Regions from separate parts of the Mus musculus genome. Here region 2 is linked to region 1. A link is a contact called in public Hi-C data. All regions are on one chromosome and are shown on one strand. Each heading gives the region's core, a stretch centred on a gene start, on an enhancer-like site or on the middle of the called end of the contact. The rest is flanking DNA. Distances are from core to core; before and after follow the strand shown. Region 1 has its middle 7.3 kb from the start of Mbnl2. Region 2 holds the start of Gpr183 (G protein-coupled receptor 183).

Evidence for each region. A called contact is a pair of places that touch in the nucleus more often than the background predicts.
Region 2: a contact with region 1 is called in a Hi-C map of B cells, with 5 read pairs. The contact joins the promoter of Gpr183 here to the enhancer-like site in region 1. A contact is called at or near these places in 2 of 39 promoter capture datasets (liver and pre-B cells) and 1 of 484 Hi-C or Micro-C datasets (B cells).

Annotation. Positions count from the first base shown.
Region 1 is chr14:120,266,007-120,270,746 of GRCm38.p6, reverse strand. No RefSeq gene overlaps it. Among named protein-coding and RNA genes, the nearest start is that of Mbnl2, 7.3 kb to the left of the region's middle. Within about 2 kb of position 2,061, at least 3 of the 459 cell types and tissues checked have an H3K27ac peak or open chromatin away from gene starts, as enhancers often do. A contact at or near this core is called in B cells, where this site is marked.
Region 2 is chr14:121,963,352-121,968,128 of GRCm38.p6, reverse strand. It overlaps Gpr183 (G protein-coupled receptor 183), which reads left to right and starts at 2,936. Exons shown (of 2, transcript NM_183031.2): 1 at 2,936-3,076. All of the region lies in intron 4 of Ubac2 (ubiquitin associated domain containing 2), which reads right to left.

The DNA of each region.
Region 1 (4,740 bases), core at 812-3,311:
GAAAGAAGATTGTGCCCAGAGTAGAAGGGAACAGAACAATTAAAATAAAAGCTGCCTTTGGTTTGTCCAATAGCCACTCTCAGTGCCCATGAGTTGCAGATGAGCACGCCCATGTCAAATACAAGAATGGACAAGAAACCAAACACAGAATGAATAGCGAGATGATTATTGGCCACAGTGACACCTGTCTGTGATCTCTTGACACCTAGACTCCATCCCTATTTACATGTCCCAGAGGTCACCTATCCTCACCTTGTCTCTCGCTACAATTATTTTGATAATGTTTTTGTTGAGTTAGTTTTCCTTTTTACTGAAAGACATTTCTCTTATGCATTTTATTTCTCTGAGATAAGTGTGAGGGGTTAGTGATACATGTGTGTTAACACTTGTCTCCTCAGTTGACGGCACTGTTTGGGGGAGGTTAAGGAACATTTAGCAAGTGCAGAAGTGCAGGGAGATGTAGCTCACAATGGAATGGGCTTTGAGGGTTTCTAGCCTGACCATACTTCCTGTCCCCGCCCTCTCTCTGTCAGCTCCCAGTTTCTGCTGCAATGTCTTCCTGGCCATGGTGGACTTCATCCCCTTGGAACTGCAAGCTAAAAATAGACTCCTTTCTCCTCTTTTGATTGTGGCGTTTTTAATCCCAGCTGTAGAAAGGTAACAAATATAAGAAATGAGTGTGCATTTCCTCTTGGTGGCTTATCCCTATACTGACAATGTGCAGTGGTGGAACAAGCACCTGTGAGAAAACATAGAATGATGGAGATGCCATGGAGGTGATGGTGCTAATGTGTAATATATGTGTGTATAGACAGACAGACAGACAGTATAGGTTTCCTTTGAGTATCAATGCATTATATATAGTACTATATCCATAAATTATTTATGGTACACACACACACATATATATATAGTACAAGATTTATCTTGGGCACTTATAAATTATATATATATATATATGTATATATATATATGTATATGTATATATATACACACATATATGTGTATATATATCACATATATGTATCTATGTGTCTGCATGTGTGTATATATCTACTGTGTAGGTTTTATAAAGTTTGGGTAGAGGAAGGAAAGCAGACGTGATATTGAAACTAAGAGGCATTGTGCACTGTGAGTGCACCTCCTTGGACAGTCAAAACAAAGTCAAGCAAGTTTTCAAGCTAGAAGAACTCGAGTTTGGGATGATGTTTTGAATGATGGTGAATTCCAGAGTGTCCTGGTTAGTTCTTTGTCAACTTGACAAAAGATAGAATCATCCAAGAAGAGAGAAACCTCAATCTCCATCAGATGGGCAAGGCTGTGGACATGTTTTCTGGATTAATGATAGATGTAGGAGAGGCAGGTCCACTGTGGGTGGCGACATCTCTGGGCAGGTGGTCCTGGGCTGTATGAAAGAAAGCAGACTAAGCAAGCCAGTAATTGCCATTCCTCCATGGTGTTGGCTTCAGCTCCTCCCTCCATGATGCGGTCTTAGCTTCTCCTCATGATGAGCTGCCGTGAGGCGTAGAACCCTGTAGGCCCTTTCTTCCACAGGTTGTTTTTTTTTTTTTTTTTTTTTATCACAGCAACAGAAACCCTGGCTAAGACAGAGAAAAAGATCAAGGTTTTCTGTGAGTGAAAAATGTCAGGCAATTGAGGACACATGGAAATACTTGTTTTCCATACCAGAAGAGAAGCCAGGAAATAAGTGATGGTCATTGTCTTAGTAGGGTTTTTACAACTGTGAACAGACACCACAACCAAGGCAGCTCTTATAAGGACAACATCTAACTGGGACTGGAGGTTCAGTCCAGTATCATCAAGGCAAGAGCATGGCAGCACCCAAGCAGGTATGGTGCAGGGGGAGCTGAGAGTTCTACATCTTCATCTGAAGGCTGCTAGCAGAATACCGGCTTCCAGGCAGCTAGAATGGGGAATCTTAAAGCCCACATCCACAGTGACACACCTACTCCAACAAGGCCACACTTTCTATTAGTGCCACTCCCTGGGCTGAGCATATACAAACCATCACAAAAGTTGTCAGCAATCATAAGACAGAAAGAGTGTGGCTGCTCTGTGACTACTCAGCGTGAGGCCCTTCCTCTTTCAATGTGACACGTCTAGCCCATCCCTTCCCATTTAATCTTTTATCATACGCTTTTAAATTTATTTTTCTTTGTTTGTATAAACCAGGCTGTAAGCCCACTGAGAGAGAAGAGAGATCATGCATTAATAACTTATATCCTTTACAATATGTAGTATGGTCATATCACTGAATAAATTTTAGTTGCTAAGTTTCTCTTTAAAAATATGAAGAAAGTTTACATTTTATAGAAGGTGCTGTGTTTTTTTTCTTCTTTTAACATGTGCATTTTTGAAAGTGTGCATGCACACAGACACACACACACAGACACACACACAGACACACACACTCCACTGAAAAATCAAAATCAGAAAGCCATAATATACAAGCAAATAAATAAACAGCATTACCAGACAAAATACATACAAAATTACCCCTGAGTTCTTTGTGTGTTGGCCATCTCCTGCTGGGGCATGGGTTCTGCCTATAAAGGTGATTTGTATACCCAGTGGGACTTCTTTGGTGAAACTAATTTTTCCTTTTCTTCCTTTTTTTTAAAAAAAGAATTAATTATTTATTTTATGTATATGAGTAGACTGTAGCTGTCTTCAGACACATTAGAAGAAGACATCAGATCCCATTACAGATGGTTGTGAGCCACCATGTGGTTGCTGGGAATTGAACTCAGGACCTTTGGAAGAGCAATCAGTGCTCTTAACCACTGAGCCATCTCTCCGGCTCCTAAGTTTTCCTTTTCAAGCAGTTGTTAATGGGAGAAAAATTCCTTGTTGGGGAGAGGAGCTTATGTCCACTTCCACATCTCAGAGCTGGAACCCCGTCTGCCTTGGACCTATGAGGCGGAGCATAGTCTCTGTGCGTTCAAATGCACTCAATCCTGTTGTGTCTAAAACTCTCTTTCTTTGGTGTCTTCTACCCCTCTGGCTCTTACCAACTGTCTGTCTTCCTCTTCTGCATAGTTCCTTGATACCCAAGAGGAGGGTTAGATGAGGATATCCCCTTTAGTCCCGAGTGTTCCAAGCAAGCTCTCTCATGCTCTGCACACTGTCCAGCTGTGGATCTCTGTACTTGGCCCTTCTTCTGCAGGAGGAAGCGTCTCTGATGATGGCTGACTGAGACATGATCTGTAGGTATAGCAGGATGCCACTGGGAATCGTTTTACCTTCTCTTTCGTAGAACAGCAGTACTTGGGTCTTGCCCAGGTCTATGACCTATTTAGTCTCATCCTCTGTGCATCTGAGCAGTGGCGGACATGAGCCCCATCTCATGGAGTGGGCCTTCAATCACATGGTGGTTGGTCACTCCTACAACTTTTGTGCTACTGTTGTATCATGCAGCTAGGTCACCACTGTGTACCAAAGGGTCGGTGTCACCTTTCTCCTCTGGTAGCATGCACAGTGCCTTCAGTATTATGAATACTAGGCAGGATGCAGGAAGGCTCTTGATGGGTGCATTTGCTGGATGGTTGCAGCCTCTACTTTATGTTTCAACAGTTAGAATGCAAAATATCTGAAACAAATAAGTATTTAACCCCAGCTAGTTATTACTGGAATGTGTGTATTTTAATAATTAATTAATTAACTTTGCATCCTGACTGTAGTTTCCTCTCCCTCCTCTCCTCCTGGTCCTCCCCCACCTCCTCTCTTCCTGCATCCACTCTTCCTCCCTTTCTCTTCAGAAAGGGGGTGGGGAGGACCTCTTATGGCTATCAACCCACCTTGGCATATCACATTGCAGTGGATCTAGGCCTATTTCCTACTGAGGCAGCTCATCTAGGGGGAAATGGCTCCAAAGGCAAGCAGCAGAGTCAGAGGCAGTGCCTGCTGCCACTGTTTGGAGCTCCACATGGACCAAGCTACACAACTACTACATATGTGCAGAGGGCCTAGGTCAATCCCTTATAGGCTTCCTGGTTGTCGGCTCTGTCTGTGTGAGCCCCATGGGCCCAAGCTAGTTGATTCTGTGTTTGTTCTTGTGGCATCCTTGACTATTCTGCCTCCTTCAATCCTCTCTCCCCCTCCTCCACAGGATTCCCCAAGATCCACTTAATGTTCGGCTGCGGAGGCTCTGCATCAGTTTCTGCCAGTTGCTAGGTGAAGCCTCTCTGATGACGCTATGCTAGGCTCCTATCTATAAGTATAGCAGAATATCATCAACATGTCAGGGGTGGGCTCCCTCTCATAGCATAGGTCTCAAGCTGGACCAGTCATTAGCTGACCACTGCTGCAATCTCTGCTCGATCTTTGCCCCTGTATGGATTGTGATTCTCGATTGGGCATATGCTGCATAGAAATCTCAAAGCTTGAGATCTGACTGAAAACATTACTCCTATTTCTATTCCGTGCTAGCTTTCATATTTTGCACATTAGATATTTGCTTGTTGTCTTATAGCTGTTGAGGATCCCATTTTGCAAAGATAAAAGTATCATCAGAAGTAAGGTAGTATAATTCTGATACAGAAATTGCAGATCCCTATGGCCTAGCAGTTGGCAGTCCTCAACATAAGTCTTATCTTGACCTTGAAAACAGGAAGCAGTCCAGAGATCCCTGTGAACCCCCAGGGTTCCTGGCACCACAGCCTGGGAACCAGCAGTCAAGCAAGAGCTATAACAGACTGGTCAATGCCAAATTGTCCCACT
Region 2 (4,777 bases), core at 1,687-4,186, 1.7 Mb before region 1:
CCAAACCCTAGGGACAGACTCTGTGCCAAGAGGGCTTGCTGCTCACTGCAGGACCAGAGTTCAGTCCCCAGCACTAACATCAGATGTCTCACAACTGCTTGTAACTCCAACTCCAAACAATCACACACCCTCTTTTAGATTCTATGAGCACGAGCACATATATGGCATTCACTCACACACACACACACACACACACACACACACACACACACACACACAATTAAAATAAATCTTAAAAAAAAAAGAAACCCCTGCTTTGTTAGACAGTTGCACTGGGGTCCCCTTGCCCTCTCCCCTCCCCCAAGCACAACTGCAGCTTCTCGACTCACAGGAGCTTTTCTCTTCACATCTATCAACAAATGCAACATAAAACACCATTTACTAAATAGCCAGAAGCACAGCTCTTGCTTGAGGTCACAGTTTAACATAACCTCCACCCTCCCAGAAAATAAACGGCAATAATTTCAGTGCCCACAGCTTGTATTTTATCCAGCAAGAGAAGAAGTATAAAAAGTCCTTAGACACTAATCACTGCATCATTTCGAATGATGACTAAACAGGAGACCACAGGTGGGAACAGGGCAAAGGCACACATTTTAAACCAGGACTCTCTGGGTTGTTTTGCTGAAATTTTGTGTTGCTATTTCTATATACGCAAGGCGTCACAAAATACCATAATGTTATTAGTCACTGACCAGTTTTTCCCTTTTCCTTATTTTCTGACAACATCTGTTCTTTACACTGGCAACAATCATTCACAGTGACCTTTTACGCAGAGTCAACAGCTAACTTCTGGGAGCCTCCTTATCTTAAGCAAAGAGCTAGAAGCACACAAGAAAATCAGTCAGTAGATAACTTATTCCTTTAATATCCTTACTAGTTACAGAGTACCTACTATACACTCAAGACCGACCATACTTCAGAGAGCAAACAAAGAAAACACTTCACACAGATGTCTGCCTCACTTCTAGGACACTGGGTTCACTGGTATAGTATGACCACTGCTAAACAACTGTCAACAACAAAACAGGCCTAGCGTTTCCTCTCCCATGCAGCTACAGCAGCATCTGCAGGCTTCTTCATACACTTCTTAGATTATTTCTCATACAAAAGAAAGGGTGAAAGGGTGGACCCACCAGGCCTTTAGTCCTGGTATGCAGGAGGGAGAGGCAGGCGGATCTCTATGAATCCTGGGCCAGCCATCTAAAAAAAAAAAAAAAAAAAAAAAGATGATGGATCCTACTTGCCATAAAACTTGCTTTAAGTAGCTGGGTCTTCCAAAAAGTATCCCACTAGGATGGTCTTGTAACAAACTGGAAATTCCTAGTATGTGCCAATTCCATCTTGCTTATATGCAGTGCTAGGAATATAAGCCAGGGCCTGGCACATGCTAATGCTCTCTGCACTCGGCCACATCCTGAGCCCTCAATGGTGGGTGTATAAGGTGAACTGGTTCTAGGTTATGCCAAGTTTACCTATCAAGTCACAAAGTCTTCGAATCCACATCATAAGGCTGACTTACCTTGGCTCTCACTTGCCTTTATTTTATACATAACCAAGTGGGTGCCCAAGAATCCCACTGACTTGGTGCTTGCTCTTTGGTTTTCCTCTGCAGACCTTCAACAGCACAACTGAAAGGCAATTCTACAGAAGCCTAGGCCAAGAGGACACCCACCTCTGGTAGGCTGCAAGATAGTCACTTGTCACCAAGCCTTTAATCCCTAGAATCCAGGTGGCAGAAGAGGAGAATCTGTCCCTAAAAGTTGTTCTCTGATCTATGTATGCCCTGGCACACATGCTATAAACATATATAGCACATGTGTAAGCACACTAACACATACATGCAAAATAAATAAAATGTGATTTTGAAAAACTTCTAAGGCCTCTGGGGGCATAAAGCTACAGATTCCTATCAAAATGACTCAATTCTCTCTATAGCATCCCTCAAAATCAACCAGTTTACCAAAGCATTCTTGTTTTGTTTTGTTTTTTTTCTTTTAAAGCACATTCCATTTTAAACAAGGGAGAGCTGTCTGCAGGTTTGGCTTGAAAATCTGCTGCAGCCCCCATCCCCTGACCCATCTTCTATTTCCCTGAATAAGGATGGGTGACAGAAGCAGTGTACAGCCCCACTCTGCAGGAAGGTGGGGCTGTAGTCCTGGGAGGCTTAAGCCTCTCTGCTCATGGAATCCCTGTCCCCCAACACCCAGGCGCAGCACAAGTGAGGCCTGTCTTCCAAAAGCAGCACGCACGTATGGCAGGCTAGATCACAGGTGGGCATGGGTGACTGCCACCTCTCTGGCTTGCTCAGAGCACTCTACGCAGTACCTGCTGGGTTCAAGGAGTGAGCTCAAGGCATCATGGGACTAGAACAGGTCTCTCTGGTACTATGTACCTGAGGCTGAACTCTTCAATAACGTGTCTGCCAACTGTCCTAGATCTTTCTGTGCCCACTGCCACTGAGTCAGTCAGTTGTTCTCGACACTGAAAATGTAACTAACTTACACACAAGGAAGGCCTTTCTCCCTCACCACAGACACCCATCTTTGACACAGCTGTTCAGGTTCAGACTCTACACTACACTCCTGATACCACCACGCCTCCAGGCAGACAGCACTATTACACTTGACATTTTTCCTTAACCTAAACTTTATGTAAAATATCAACATAAGGTCACCAGTAACTATACCTATCTCTCTCCCTCCTCCCTCTTTCTGTTTAAAGCTTATTGCTTAAAAAAAAAAAAAAAAACTTTTAAGACTTAAATCCTTATTGAAAAAAATTTAAAAGTTCCATAGATATGAGCATTTCACAAAGTCCAAGGGGCTTTTGAACAGTTTTTAAAAATCAGTATCAGAAAAAAAATCTCACTTCCCATCCCATTTGAAAAAAAAGCACGTAGCATATGTGAGGTTAACTGATCACGGCTATGCTCAGTCACAGGATGACAGGAAAAAGGCACCACCATAAAAGGACGCCTGCTCGATCACTCTTAAAGCAACATGCCCAGCTTAGCTAACTCCATTCTGAGCAAACACGGACTGCCACAACGGAGGTCCTAGCCACCTTCTGATATGTAAGTACCTGACATGATTCTCTTTAAGTTAAGGAATACTTTAAAAACCTAAGTTTCAAAGTAAAATAATGTACTAGATACCAGCTGTAATAACTGTCTGTTTAGATTTCCTTGGGGTCACTGGCAGCTCAATGTAGCTCCCGAGATGGAAGCAATGAATGAAACATTTTATGAATTTCAAAATTCAATTATTTCAGGATTCTTTACTATAAAGAGAAAGGAACAATGGTGCTGAGGCAGAGCATTCCTAAATTTGGATGTAGTTTATATACAATATAACCATTTAACCTAATTTTTAAAAATTCATTGCATTTGACTACCTGGCGTGCATTTATGTACAGGAAAGTAGTTTTGATGATAGACTATCAGCAGCAGACTTCCCGGGGTAAGGGGCTTATTTTCTAAAGCATCAGATATAGAATGGTATTTTCTAGTTTGCAAAAATATTTTATCAATTTATCCTCCCACCAGCAAAGATGTTTGATCAGCCTGGGCTCTCCTGCCTCAGAAGCAAAACCATTCTAAAGACCAACTATTTTAAGTGAAAAATAAAATTTGTTATTTGGTTTCTATTATTAGGTGACCAGTAATGCTAAATGAGCTTCCACATTTATATTCTAAAAATTTTGGAAAAAAAAAAAACCTGTAAAACAAAGATTATATGTGGAGATTTAAAAACTCAATTTCCAGGGTAAGAGCAGAAGTTAAGAGAAATGCCTAACAAAATATAAGCCATAAAGGGACTTCCTTTAAAGAAGGCTGGGGGTCGTAGATGTGGTGGCACTCTCTGTAAGGGTGTCACCCGGAGTGTAGGAGAGTATAATGTTAAGGGAGGGCTTGGACTCAGTCCTAAAACCCAGGCTCCATCATTTAGAACTGCTCAGCCCCATACAAGTTGCTGAAGGTTTCTGGCTGTGGTCGTTTCATTCAGAAAGTGGGGAGAAGTGTTTCTGCCAAGTCCTTCTCTGACTCTCTGAGTAGGTGCCGGCACACTGCATGCCATTCCCACCCTGCCCATCAGCCCACAGAAAGATAAATGTACAAATTATTTTCTTGAGCTTGCCTGAAGATGTCTGCTTTCTGTTACAGTGTATGTAAAGACTTGAGGTGTGCTTTCTAGTATCTCAGAGTGTTTGTCTCTGGGGCTTAATGGTGCTTTGTGAACCTAGAACTGCTAGGGCACACGGTTCCACAAAGCAGCCTTGCTTGCAGGCTTGTACGATACGTGGGTGGCTGTGGTAATAAGTCCTTTTATAAGCTTTTGGCGGGCTTCCTAGAGTTAATTAGTGTTGTTATCAGTCACCTAGCAGAGTAAACTCTGTGACAACTGAGCTCCCTCCAGGACTTCCAAGCATGCATGGCAGACTTTTACTAGAGAACTACTGTAGGTCAGCCTACAGCACTTCTGTGATGTGAAATGTTCATGCAAAGTTCCTAATCCTGACCTGTAGTCACCAAGAAATGAAAGCATTTAAAGGGATACCCTTCTCTTTGTCATAGTAAGAGCTAAGGTTTTGGAGGTGGGCAATGTCCTTCTGTCTGTCCTGGGCTGCTTGTGCTGTCTTCGCCATGGTTACAAGACTAGATCACACATGCAGAACCTTCTGCATGCTGCGGAGGTACAGAGACTCACTCGGTGTTCTGGTAGTCCAGCAAGGGTACAAAGCATATTGTCGGATATCCTAAAAACAGCACAAGGTA